2 separate regions of the Oryctolagus cuniculus genome follow, and region 1 is linked to region 2. A link is a contact called in public Hi-C data. All regions are on one chromosome and are shown on one strand. Each heading gives the region's core, a stretch centred on a gene start, on an enhancer-like site or on the middle of the called end of the contact. The rest is flanking DNA. Distances are from core to core; before and after follow the strand shown. Region 1 holds the start of GLOD4 (glyoxalase domain containing 4). Region 2 holds the start of TIMM22 (translocase of inner mitochondrial membrane 22).

The links. Hi-C and Micro-C count contacts between places; a contact is called where the count stands out from the background.
Region 1: a Hi-C map of skin fibroblasts shows a contact between it and region 2, with 6 times the contacts expected there. The contact joins the promoter of GLOD4 here to the promoter of TIMM22 in region 2. A contact is called at or near these places in 4 of 6 Hi-C or Micro-C datasets (ear pinna, embryonic fibroblasts, skin fibroblasts and 1 more).

The regions. Positions count from the first base shown.
Region 1 is chr17:46,416,125-46,422,256 of mOryCun1.1, forward strand. It overlaps GLOD4 (glyoxalase domain containing 4), which reads left to right and starts at 4,132. Exons shown (of 9, transcript XM_051824572.2): 1 at 4,132-4,287. The coding sequence starts at 4,198. MRM3 (mitochondrial rRNA methyltransferase 3) reads right to left here and starts at 4,106. Exons shown (of 4, transcript XM_017348913.3): 1 at 3,771-4,106; 2 at 3,341-3,585. The coding sequence starts at 4,072.
Region 2 is chr17:46,218,700-46,224,959 of mOryCun1.1, forward strand. It overlaps TIMM22 (translocase of inner mitochondrial membrane 22), which reads right to left and starts at 2,259. Exons shown (of 4, transcript XM_002718896.5): 1 at 1,848-2,259; 2 at 22-218. The coding sequence starts at 2,085.

The sequences.
Region 1 (6,132 bases), core at 2,882-5,381, 200 kb after region 2:
CCAGACGGGGTTCCTGGCTCCTGGCTTTGGCCTGACCTGGTGCAGACCCAGCTGGTGGTAGCCATTTGGGGTCTGAATAGCAGATGAAAGCTTTCTTTCTGACGCTGTGCCTTTCAAATAAATCTTAAAAAAAAAATAAATAACCTTACACATCATTCTGTAACCTGCTTATTTTATTCAGTAACAAGTCATAAAGAACTTACCACATCATTCATTTGAAGCCCCCTTATTCTTTCAACTGCCGCATGGCACTCGGTTCACGTGAAGGTGCCGGGTTCATCTGGCTCTCCCCCTCCCGACGGTTACGCTGCTTAAGTTCCCCACCACAAGCTCTGCGGTGAGTGTCCCTGTGCACACGTGCAAACACTTCCCTTGCATGAACAGGTAAGTGACACGGACACATGGGGCCATGCACTCTCACTGTGAGCAAGCAGAGCCAAACTGCCCTCCCCACAGACCGTTCCTGTTCCTCCTTGTCCACACTGGGACACACAGGTGGCTGCTTTCCAGCTCAAGGCCATGCCAGCACAGCATATACTATGCAGTTGTTTCAATGTCTGTCACTTTAACGAAAAAAAAAAAAAAAAAGGCATTTCATTATTTTTATTTATTTCTGTTCATTTTATTTGAAACAGAGAGGGAGATATTCCATCTGCTGGTTCAGGCCCTACATGGCCTCAGGAGCCAGGAACTCCAGGAACCATGCGATTCCCATGTGAATGGCAGGGGCCCATGTGCTGCTCCCAGGCACCTTGGCAGGAAGGTGGATTTGAAGTGGAAGAGCCCAGACTCAACCAGGCACTCTGACACGTGCACGAGCATCCCAAGTGGTGACTCAGCCACTGCACAGAACACACTCCCCCACTCGTCATTTTAACCTCATGTCCCTGATTTCCAGGGAGGCTGCACACCTGCTCCCGGTAACTGACTGTGAGCCCCTCTGGGTGATTCCTTCCCTCATTCATGCTTCCCCCTGTCTCATCTGCTTTGGTGCTCTAACTTTTGCCCACATTCCCACTGGCTGGGGTTTCTGAAAAATTATTTGTAGGCTTGGCTTCACTATACTCAAAAGCAGCTGTCAGTCTGCTATACTGACTTGATGCTTCGTCACTTGTTTCAAACAGTGCAGTCCTAGGAAAAGAACCTGAGTCCAAGAACGTGAACGCATCCAGCTGATGACTGCTCCTGAAAGACCCCGGCTCAGAAGCACCATCTAAGCACACGCTCTGCAAGGGCTGGGAGTACCGTGAGGGTGTGCATCACGGCCCCGCCTCTCGCTCAAGTACAGAGGTGTGAGAGGTTTAGAACGGGCACAGCCACTGCCCTGTTGGTCCCTCTGTCCTCCGTCTCACACAGGAGCACACGCTGTACCTTCCTTATGGAAGGTATTGAAGACAGGCTGATTATGATACTAGAACAAAAATGGCTCGAGGGTACATGAAACGCCTGGTGTAACGAAGTCACTGTCATGGATGCGCTGCCCAGCCACGGCGTTGACCACAGAGGCGATGACAGCAACCAGCACTGTTTAGGTCGGGCACCAGTCAAAGCTCCTCACATGCACTGATTTCAAATAAAGATCCCAGTCCTTTAAAGAATGCTCACAAGGCACTGCATAGTCTTGAAAATTTTATGAACATTTTGTTGTATATAATTACTTCAATAAATGGTCTCTGGGGTTAGGAAAGAATGACCGTACTTGCACGGAAACAAGAAAGAACTGAGGATTTTTCCAAGAGACAATGCAGGTAAAAAGTTTACACCACCTGTCGGGGCCATGGAATGGCACTGGGCATCTGGGAGCCGTGAAGATCCCACACTCGGGGCAGGGGTTTGGCACAGCAGCTAAACCGCCACCGGGACGGCCATACCTGGATCTAAAGGTCTGGGTTTCAGTCCCAGCTACTCTACTGCAGTCTCCTGCCACTCACATGGGAGACCAAGACTGAGCTCCTGGCTCCGACACGGCCCAGGCCTGACTGGTGCAGGCATTTTGGGAGGGGACCAGCAGATGTATCTCTGTCTCTGTCTGCCTTTCAAATAAATATAAAATAAATGAGCATTGTTTTCCTGCACAGATGGCCACAAGGCCATTCAGTGGGGCGTGAGCCTCAGATGTCCCTCCCTTCTCCTTGAGCATCTACTGTGAGGGGACCTGCTACTTGCAGAGGCCTCGCTGTGCCCACGGGTTCCAGAGCGTCTCAGCTTGGCCAGGCAGTGCTATCCGTTTCTCTCTCTACCCTCCGCAAATCCACAACAGCATCACACGGAGAAGCTAGGTAATACCAATCTTTAAGTCATGAAATGATGAAAACAGTCGTCACGATGAAGGCCACAAGTCCAAGGTGGACGGCCACTGTGAGCACACATGCCCAAGGCGACAAGCGTGGCACAAATGAATGACTCTCACTGACGCACGCGGTGCAAATTAAAGAGGGGCAGCAAGCAGACACGGACACTCGGTGTAACTCCAGGTTCTTTCCTATTCCAAGTCTCCACCCCATGGGCTAAGAGTTCTGAGTGTAGGGGCACAGATACCTGTGACTCACTGGGTTTCAGAGACCAGCACCCCAAAATCTCCTCTCCCAACCAGGGGCCGCAGAGTTCAAGGATGGAATCTGGGAGCCCAGCACGTGGACTATGAAACACGCTCAGTGGAAAGTCCTGACCTGGCCTTACAAGCTGGATGACAACTCTCCCTCCTCCAACTACCCCTCACCATCCAAGGGGAGCCTCCACACTTGCTGCCATTTGGGCCTCAGATCTTAACTAGAACTCCAACGGCAACAAGGTATAAAGAATTTATCTTCCCCCATATTTAGCCTGAGGTGCTCAAGAACATCACAGATACATAAAACCTCGAGCTAGATCCAATCCAATGAAGAGAGCCTTTTCTGTTCACTGGGCTAACGAGGGCAATCAAGTGCGCCCCTCCTCAGGGATGCTTCTGGAACAAGGCGGCTAACGGCCAGCCACCAACACACCGGCAGGGGCTCTGTGAACGGAGGGCTTGAACCTGCCTGCAAACCTTCTCTTCGGTTTTTACTAGGACAGCTGAAGAAGTGACCTAACAGTGCAAGCTCTGGGACCGCCAGTTCTTCCTGGAGACGACGAAGACCCGAAATACAGACGCAGGGGAACAGTGGCTGCCGCTGCCGCTGGGACACGGAGGGCAAAGCACAGCGAGGCGACAGCTCGAGCTCTCTGCGGGTCTTAAGAAAAGACGGGGCAGTTACATTTTGAGTCTGGGTTAACTAAAATGTGCTGCCGTGAGACAAGTATGAGCGCGCAAGCCAGCCTAGGTCTCTACCCCGAGGCCCAAGCTGGGTTCACCACTGACCCATTATTCCTTGCGGCGTTACCAGGTCGGACCAATCCTTGATATCCTCAAATTTCACCTTAACGAGGCGGACCCCTTTAAGCTTCTCGACCGGCAGCTCCTTTATATATTCCAGACGGCTGAAGAAGAAAACTTGTGGCGCCGCTCCAGCCTTGAGCGCGTCCGCTATCAGCCTGCGACCTTCCAGCAGGATTTTCCCCTGCTTCTCCCGAAACGGCCTGGACTTCACTATTGTCATGACACTGCTGTGGGCGGGAACAGAGAGACACGAGTGACGGTCAGCATCCCGCTTCTGAGACCCACCTGGCTTCGCGGGGACAGCAACAAACGCATGCCGAAGACGGACACTCCGCGCAAAACAAAACCCAGCGCGCTGTCCCGGGGGGACGTCCTCCACGGGGTCCCGCTGGGAGCCCCAGCAGCCCATCACCTCAGCCTCCGGTCTCCAGGCAAAGCCTTATCATAACGAAGCCCGGTCTCTTCCCAAGTGCTGAGCGACCCGGACGCGGCCACGTGCGGCGGCTGTTTCTGTCGCTGCTCCTGGCCACCGGCCTCGGACGCCGCCGTGCGGGGCGGCTTCCGTCCCACCACCTGTCCGGATGGAAACATCACTTTCACGGGGCTCCGTCGCAGCGCCCGCACCCAGCGCCGTGCATCCAGGGCGCCAGCCTGGACCGCCGGCGACAGCAACGGCCGCAGGCCCCGCCGTGCGACCCCCGCCAGCGCCGCCATCTTCCCGTCGCCGGCAGCTGCGTCACGAGCGCGCGCCGCGGTGGCGTCATCGGCGCGAGGCTGGGCTTGCGGGCGGGGCGGGGCGGCGCTGGCGGCGCGCGGCGGCGGTGTGGGCGGCGGGAGTCATGGCATCGCGACGAGCTCTGCACTTCGTTTTCAAAGTGGGAAACCGCTTCGAGACGGCGCGTTTCTATCGCGACGTCCTGGGAATGAAGGTGCTGGACGGGAAGCGGGCGAGGGGTGGGGATGGGGGCCCGGCTTAGGCTCCGGACTTGCCGTGGGCGCCGCGCAAAGCGGTGCGAACTGCCGATTTGGGGTTAGGAGGCCTTTGGCGGGGGAGGGGGCTGGCACACAAAATTCTTGCGCAAGTATTTGTTAAGCTTCTGCCGCTGGCGAGCTCGCAGCCTGGTCGGAGCGACGTGAGCAGACAAAAAGAGATCGCTCTTGCAACGAACGGGAACTCCGTCTCTTCCGAAAGGGGAGCCTTTCAGTGTAGGTACCTGAATAACAGGTTTTGCTCCTGACAGGGCTGGCTTGAGTGGTCCCTTCGGGCTCCGCAGCCTGTCTGCGTAAGTGCCCGGGTCCTCTCATCAGCCCACATCGAAGCGGGGGGTCGGAATCCATTCTCCTCCCGGGTACCCGATAGCAGCCTCTCTCCAGCCCTGAGAAGCGATTCTGCAACGGTTCTTGGGCTGGAAAACGTTAAGTGGACGTTCCCTGGGAGCTCCTGGTTAGCTGGAGGTAGGGAACACGCCAGCGAGGACCTCTTCAGAGGTGCAGGAGCGCTGGGCGGTGCCGAGGCCGTGCCGAAGAGGAGGGTTGCAGACAGCCTTCTGGGAATCCAACTGTCAGTTTTTAGATGTCTGCTCTGTTTTGGGGTGCAAGGCTGAGCTTTTGCAACAAGGTGCACGTGAGCCTGGTATCTGTCCTCATTTAGAGCTCATGATCTGGGGTAGGGTGGGGTGGCCATTGAGTTTGTACATAGAACAGAACTGAAAGCCCTAATTGCCTAAGTGATAGTAGAACACTACAGAGCTCTTTCTTGTTGTATTTTCTTCTTGATCATGGAGTTGTTGTGAGGTTTATGCGTGATTCTCTGTGTCGGATTTTGACTGATACGTGTTATGTGTTACTATTATAAAAATACAAAAGGACAGGTTTCCCAACCTGTGTCATCAGGAAATAATCAAATTGACCTCTAAAAATAGATAGGATTTCCAAGATCAAGGTTAGAGGGGGGAGAGCAGGCGTATAGCCAACAGTTAAGACGCCCCAGTTCCACATCAGAGTGCCTGGCTTCCATTTCCGACTCCCACCAATGCAGACCCTGGGAAGCAGCAGCGATGGCCCCAGCAACTGGGTTTTGGCTAACCACGTGGGAGACCTGGATTGAGTTCCTGGCTCTGGCCCTGGCTGTGGGCATTTGGGGAGTGAACCATTGGATTCTCTCTCTCTTTCTCTCTCTGCCTTTCAAAAAATAATAAGTTTTAAAGATTTGTAGAGATTTATTTAATTCATTTATTTGAAAGGTAGGAAGAGAAAGAGAGCAAGATCTTCCATCTGCTAGCTCACTCCCCAAATGGCTGCAACAGCCAGGGCTTGGCCAGGCCAAAGCCAAGAGCCAGGGACTCCACGAAGTCTCCTACATGGATCAGTGGCAGGGGCCCAAGAACTTGGGCCAACTTGCGTGGCCTTCCCAGGTACCTTGACAGGAAACCACATCAGAAGCAGAGTAGCCGGGACTCTGACCAGCACTTTGATAGGAAATTCCAGCATGTGCCACAATTCCAAACCCAAGTTTTTTAAAAAATGTAAGGGAGGTGTTACACTACACACACTGAATAAGCGATGTGAGGATAGGGTGTGTTTGGGAAACAGCAGTCGTGTCTGCCTTTAGCCAGGGCTGGGCTTGAGGAGCTGGGGTATCAGGGTTAGAGGCTGGGATTGCTTCTGATAGCAGCACCGAGCCGAGGAATTTGGACTTTATGCTGCTGGGAGGAGGGAGCTTGCTCAACACCCTCGCACAGGGCAGCGATGTGTCGAGAACGGTGCTGTAGGGA
Region 2 (6,260 bases), core at 1,009-3,508:
TCAGAAGGCACGGATACTTACAGATTCTACCAAACACTCAGTACACGAAAACATGGCTCCCACAATGGCGAAATTCTTGGCGTAGGACATCCCCCTTTGTCCCATGTCCTTAAGAACCTCCTTTGCAGTCGGTGTACGGTACGGATCCTTGGGATCGAAGCCCACGTTGGTATCAATGCCGGCAGTAAACACCCCGAATGCGCCTCCCAAGACAAATCCTGGAAGCAAACACAGAGATGGGGAATATTCTTGGCATTTTGCGGATGTTTTTTCTGGAATGCCGCCTCGGGATCACGCTCATCAGTGACCTGGATGGCCACCAGTGCAGGAAACGCACCCTCTTGCCACTCACCCGGGTTTCCATATTACAAGGTCCATCCTCTTAGATTTCTCTCTCCTTTTCTTTCCTAACCTGCCTGAAGATTCTGTCTCTAGCCCTCTGTTCTCTCCGTACTCTCTCAAACACATGCCCTCACTCCTCTGCCACGGCCGAGCCCCATGACCATAAGGTCATTTAGGATGCCCAAGTGCCAGACACCAGGCGCTTCAGCCACTGCCTCACCCCCTCTTCCCAGCACCCGCCAGGAGGATGCCAGCACCCTTTCCTTTATACAGATGTGGAAACCAAGGGTCAGCAAGGTTAAGGAACTTCCCCAAGGTCACAGGGCCACGCCGCTGCCCACATCTGACACTCCTGTGGCTCCTGGACATCTGCCCATGGATGCCTCCTCACGGCCTCAAAGGCAGCCCAAGTTCACGGATACCAGGGCCACCTCCCCCCTAGACTTTTCCTTCACTGTCACCACAGCCCTGTATCTCAGCAGTAATTCTGCCTGCTTCCTCGGTTCCCCTGCAACCAGGCAGCTACAGAAGATGGCAAACCCTTTCAGCCTAGCTCTCCAAGCACGACCATGGCCATCTGCGTCCACAGCCGCGTCTCCATCACCCCCACCCTGGAGCGTCAGAGACTCAGGGGAGGCCAAGGGGAGCTTGTCTCAGCCGTCTCGAGCTTGTCTCAGCCGTCTCCACGGCCATCCCACCCAGCCTCTCCTCCTTCCCCACACTCCACCCCGGGTGCCCTTCAGCACTCTCCTAAAAAACAAAGTTTTACCGGTAAGCACGCTAAGGCCTGTGCGCGTGGGCGCAGAGCTCAAATCTCCGCCTCCACTTTCCCCTTTCTCAGCCCTGAGGTTCACCTCTGCTATGGCCTCCCACCCCCCCACCCCCCCAAAGCAGAATCCCTCTTCTCTCTCTCTTTTTCTCACTAGCACTCATTTCTTACAGGTCGTTCGTTCTCAGCGAGACTTAAACTCAGCACACACGCGGCCAGTCTACCCCGTGCCCGTGAAGTGTTCGGGCCGTCCTCATAGCCTCCACAGGTCAAAGAGAGAGAACCAGAGGGCAGGGCCAGCCTCCTCCGGCCCCTGCCCACCGCTGCCTGCTCCCTCCTGGCAGCTCCTCGGCCAAGCCCCCCGTCCACCTGCTCCTCTGAGCAGGAAAACCTCAACTCCACCGGACCAAGGCTCTGCCTCTCCCACCCCCTGTTTCCGCGGCCTGGCGCAGGCCAGTTGCTCAGCAACAAGTTGTTGAATTAAGGATGCAATGAATGAAGAATGAACGAAGTCACCCATTCTACGGCCTGGCCGCCTCCCTCAGAGGGCCTGCTTCCCCGTTCGGATTTCCGAAGGCCAAGCTGACCCCGGGGCCAGAGCCTGAGGTCACCGGGGCGCGACGGGAACGCAGCCGAGGTCGCGCGTCTGCACCGCGGCCCCGCGAGCCCTCCGCCTCCCCGGGGCCCACGCGCCTCGCCGCGCCTCCCCGGGCCCACGCGCCGCGCCGCGCCTCACCTCCCACGCAGGCCAGCGCTGCCTTGAAGGCGCAGCTCTCCATCGCCCTCTCGATCATCTTCTGCTCCTCGCTCTTGGCCGGGCTCGGGATCCCGCCCAGGCTCCCGGGCTCCAGGAGCCGCGGCTGCCGCTTGTCACCCACCAGGTACTGCAGGAGGAGGCTGTACTGCAGCGGGGCTTCGGCGGGCTCCGCGGCCGCGGGCGCTGAGCGCCCGGCGCTGGGGGCGGCCGCCGCCATGACAGCAGCTGCCCCGGGAAGCCCCCGCGTCGCTCTTCCCACAGCAGATTCCACAAACTTCCTGCCAAGCGAGCGACTGGATCTCAACGGCAGATTCGTCGCAGCGGGAAAGCTGCGGAAGACGACATCGGCCTGGGAGTACCTGGCCAGAGCGCTATCGTGTTTCCCGAAAGCCGAATCAAGCTTTTGAAGCAGTCCCAATCAATGGCACAGACAGGCACGTTTCAGTCACAGGGAAGCGCCCTCATCCTTCTGGGGCTGCGGCGTGGTGTGGGCCGGCATTGGTAGCGCTAACCCGAACAGCAACTACATTTCCCAGAAGGCCTTGCGCGTGCTCTCGCGGGTCGAACCGGTCTGGAGCGCGTCAGAGCTCTCGCCTGGCGGGACGCGAGCGGCGTCGCCCCGCGGGCTGCAGTGCGGCCAGGGGCCGGCAGGGGGCGCGTGCGCACTGCCGAGCTCTCTCCGCGTCCGCGTTGGGACCTTGAAGATGTGAAATGTTGGTGACGGGCAGTGCTTTGCAGATTAAACGTGGAGGAATGGCATAACCGTATGTAAGGAGCGATGTGTTCAGTAATTAGAGAACGGAGCAGTAAGAGTGATGCTAGCCCAGCTAAGAGAAGTCAGGATCTGGGATCTGAAGTGACGGACCCTGGTCCAGTACGGAGGGCCAGCCAGGCCGTGCTTGGTGCTGTTGCCCGCGGGGCTGGTGTCCTGTGGCAAGCTGGGCACTAATGCTCGTGTTTTTGCAGCTTGCAAAACAAAGCCAGGAGCCAGGATCTTCATCCGGGTCTCCCATGTGGATGCAGGGGCCCAGGCCCTTGGGCCATCTTCTGATGTTTTTCCCAGGCGCATTAGCAGGGAGCTGTTTGGGAAGCAGTGCAGCTAGGACTCGAACTGGCACCCATATGGGATGCTGGCATTGCAAGCAGTGGCTTAACCTGCTCACCCAGCGCTGGCCCCGTACCCAGAGTTTTCTAAGCTGATGTGAGATTCACTGTTGTACCCCCACCAGGCCATCCTCACTCTGAGGTTCCTAGTGACTTCCCAATTGTTCAGCGCCACGCACACATCACGCTGCTAGACGTCACGGCTGCCTGTGGCCTGGCTGACTGCTCCCTCCTGTGAAGTCTCCAGTTCCAGGGAGCCCCCCTCTCCCAGTTTTGCCGCGGCCTCTGCACTTGCTCCTCTGCAGCTCCCTCCGCCTGGCAGGCTGGCCACACTCACAGCTTTCCCTGCTACTCCCAGTGCCTCATCGACTCCTGCGTTTTAAAAATTTATGTAGCTCAGCCGGTGCCGTGGCTCACTAGGCTAATCCTCCACCTTGTGGCGCCGGCACACCGGGTTCTAGTCCCGGTCAGGGTGCCGGATTCTGTCCCGGTTGCCCCTCTTCCAGGCCAGCTCTCTGCTGTGGCCAGGGGGTGCAGTGGAAGATGGCCCAAGTGCTTGGGCCCTGCACCCCATGGGAGACCAGGATAAGTACCTGGCTCCTGCCATCGGATCAGCGCGGTGCGCTGGCCACAGCGCGCCGGCTGCAGCAGCCATTGGAGGGTGAACCAACAGCAAAGGAAGACCTTTCTCTCTGTCTCTCTCTCTCACTGTCCACTCTGCCTGTCAAAAAAAAATTATGTAGCTCATTATTTTATTTGAAAGCTGGGGGTTGGGGCCGGCGCTGTGGCACAGTGGGGTAAAGCCCTGGCCTGAAGCATCAGTATCCTATATGGCTGCCGGTTCTAGGCTGCTCCTCTTCTGATCCCAGCGCTGTGCTATGGCCTGGGAAAGCAGTAGAAGATGGCCCGAGTCCTTGGGCCCCTGTACCCACGTGGGAGACCTGGAGGAAGCTCCTGGCTCCTGGCTTCGGATTGGCACAGCTCTGGCCACTGTGGCCATCTGGAGAGTGAACCCACGGATGGAAGTTCTCTCTCTCTCTCTACCTCTCTCTGTAACTCTGTCTTTCAAATAAATAAAGTAAATCTAGGAAGGATGGAAGGAAGGAAGGGAGGGAGGGAGGAAGGAAGGGAGAGAGGGAGGGAGGAAGTCGAGGGGAGAGAGCCTCATTGCTGGTTTACTCACCGAATTAATGAAATAGCTGAAACCAGGGTGCAGGAACTCAGTCCAGCAAACTCATGCATTCCAGTATGGGACATCAGTGTCTTAAGTGCTAAACACCCACCCCATGACTCCTAAATCTCGATTTCTAGCCCAGACCTTTCTTTTGTCTTTCTTTCTGAAGCTTTATGTATTGGGGCTGGTGCCATGACACAGCAGGTTAAGCTGCAGCCTGTGGTACCAGCATCCGTGTGAGCACCCATTCGTGTCCTGGGTGCTCCACCTCTGATCCAGCTCCCTCTTGATAAACTGGGAGAACAGCAGAATACTTATTTGAAAGGCAGAGTTACAGAGAAGGAGAATCAGAGATATCTTCCATCTCCTGGTTCACTCCCCAAATGACCATCATGACAGGGGTTAGGCCACGCTGAAACTGGGAGCCAGGAGCTCCTTCCAGGTCTCCCATGTGGGTGCAGGGTCCCAAGGACTTGGCCATCTTTTGCTGCCTTCCCAGGCACAGTGCAGCAAGCTGGATTGGAAGCAGAGCAACCAGAAACTTGAACTGGCGCTCTGGTATGGGCTGCTGGTGTTGGCGGCTTAACCCACTGCACCACAACACAGCCCACTTAGCCCTTTCTTGCAAGCAAGAAGCAAACACTTCTCCCAGGCGGCCCTAACTCAGCACTCTGCCAGCCACCCTCGCCTTCCAGATAAATGAGGGGTCCCAGCCCTGATCCTTGACAAACTCTCAAGAGCCCAAGCTGGACGCAAGATGTCGGGACAGGCTCTCGGGCAAGTCCCAGTCAAAGCAAGGCCCTTGTGGAGAAAGGGACGGCGTAAACAGCTCATCCGTGCCACCTGTTAGAGGGTGGTCATCCGACCGAAAAGGAAGGAGCTGCCTCGGTGGTCAGGAACGATCCAAGCCAGCAGGCGGAGAAATGAAATTCCCCCACGGAGAAATTCCCCCACGGAGAATGCCCTGTGTGGGGCATCCTGGCCCGGCATGGATGGGGAGGGGACAGGGAGAGCCTGAGCTGCTGTCTCCTCCCACAGGTGGAACAAGGGAGTGGGAAGCTCTCCAAGTGTATTCTGAAGGTGAGAAGTGGTGTCTCTGGGCGGAGCCTGCGTTCTCCACCCTGAGGCGTCTTTTCTGCCCACAGGGAGGCCAGGTGGGAACTGCACTGAGGGGTTCAGAGAGAGCAGGGGACAAAGCTGACTTGTGTTCGCAGGGAGGGTTGCAGGGAGAGTTGGAGGACCCATCCCCAGAAGGGTCTGGGGAGTGTGCGGAACTGGAGGAGCCTGACTATGAGAGCCCAGCTGCCTTGCCCTGCCCTCGTGTGCAGTCAGATGGAGCCCAGGAGGAAGAGTGAGCAGCCCTCAGGGTGGAAGGAGGAAGTGCAGTGTGCTGTGTGTGAGTAGTCGCTGGCTCGAGGCCTGGCCACATGAGACCCAGTAGTCAGCTGACTCACTGTAGGCAGTTAGCATTGGCCGAGCGACACTGTGTTTAAAGGGCCTTGACCAGTGTCCCCCGACCCGAGGAGTGGAAGATGGGAAAATGGTGGCTGAGAGACCCGGGGAAGGAGTGGTTTACAGCAAGAGCTGGAGCTGGACAGGAGCGGCAGCCACAGTGCTCCCAGGAGGTGGCGGGTCCCCCCCCACCACCACCACGGGGCCAGCCTCGCGCTGCTGGGAGGAGTGGAGGTCAGAGGTGAAACCCAGTGAATCCGGAGTTGCTCCATCCTGTGCTGCCTCTCATATGTGGTCACATAAGGCGGGGTATTAGTTCTTTTTTCGTTTTTTTTTTTTTTTTTTTTTTTTTTTTTTTTAGATTTATTTGGAAGACAGAGTGACATAGAGATTTGCATTGGCTGATCTACTCCCCAAATGCCCACAACAGTCAGGACTAGGCCAGGCTGAAGCCAGGAGCCAGGAACTCTAAGTCTCCCATATGGGTGGCAGGGGGCTAAGTACTTGAACCATTTTCCTCTGCCTCCCAGGTGCATTAGCTGGAAACGGAAGCAGAAGCTGAGAAGCTGAGACTCGCTGCTGGCATTCTGATACGGGAAGTGGGCACCCAGGCAGTGGTTTAACCCTCTGCACTGCACTGGCCACCCCAGAGTGTTTGTTTT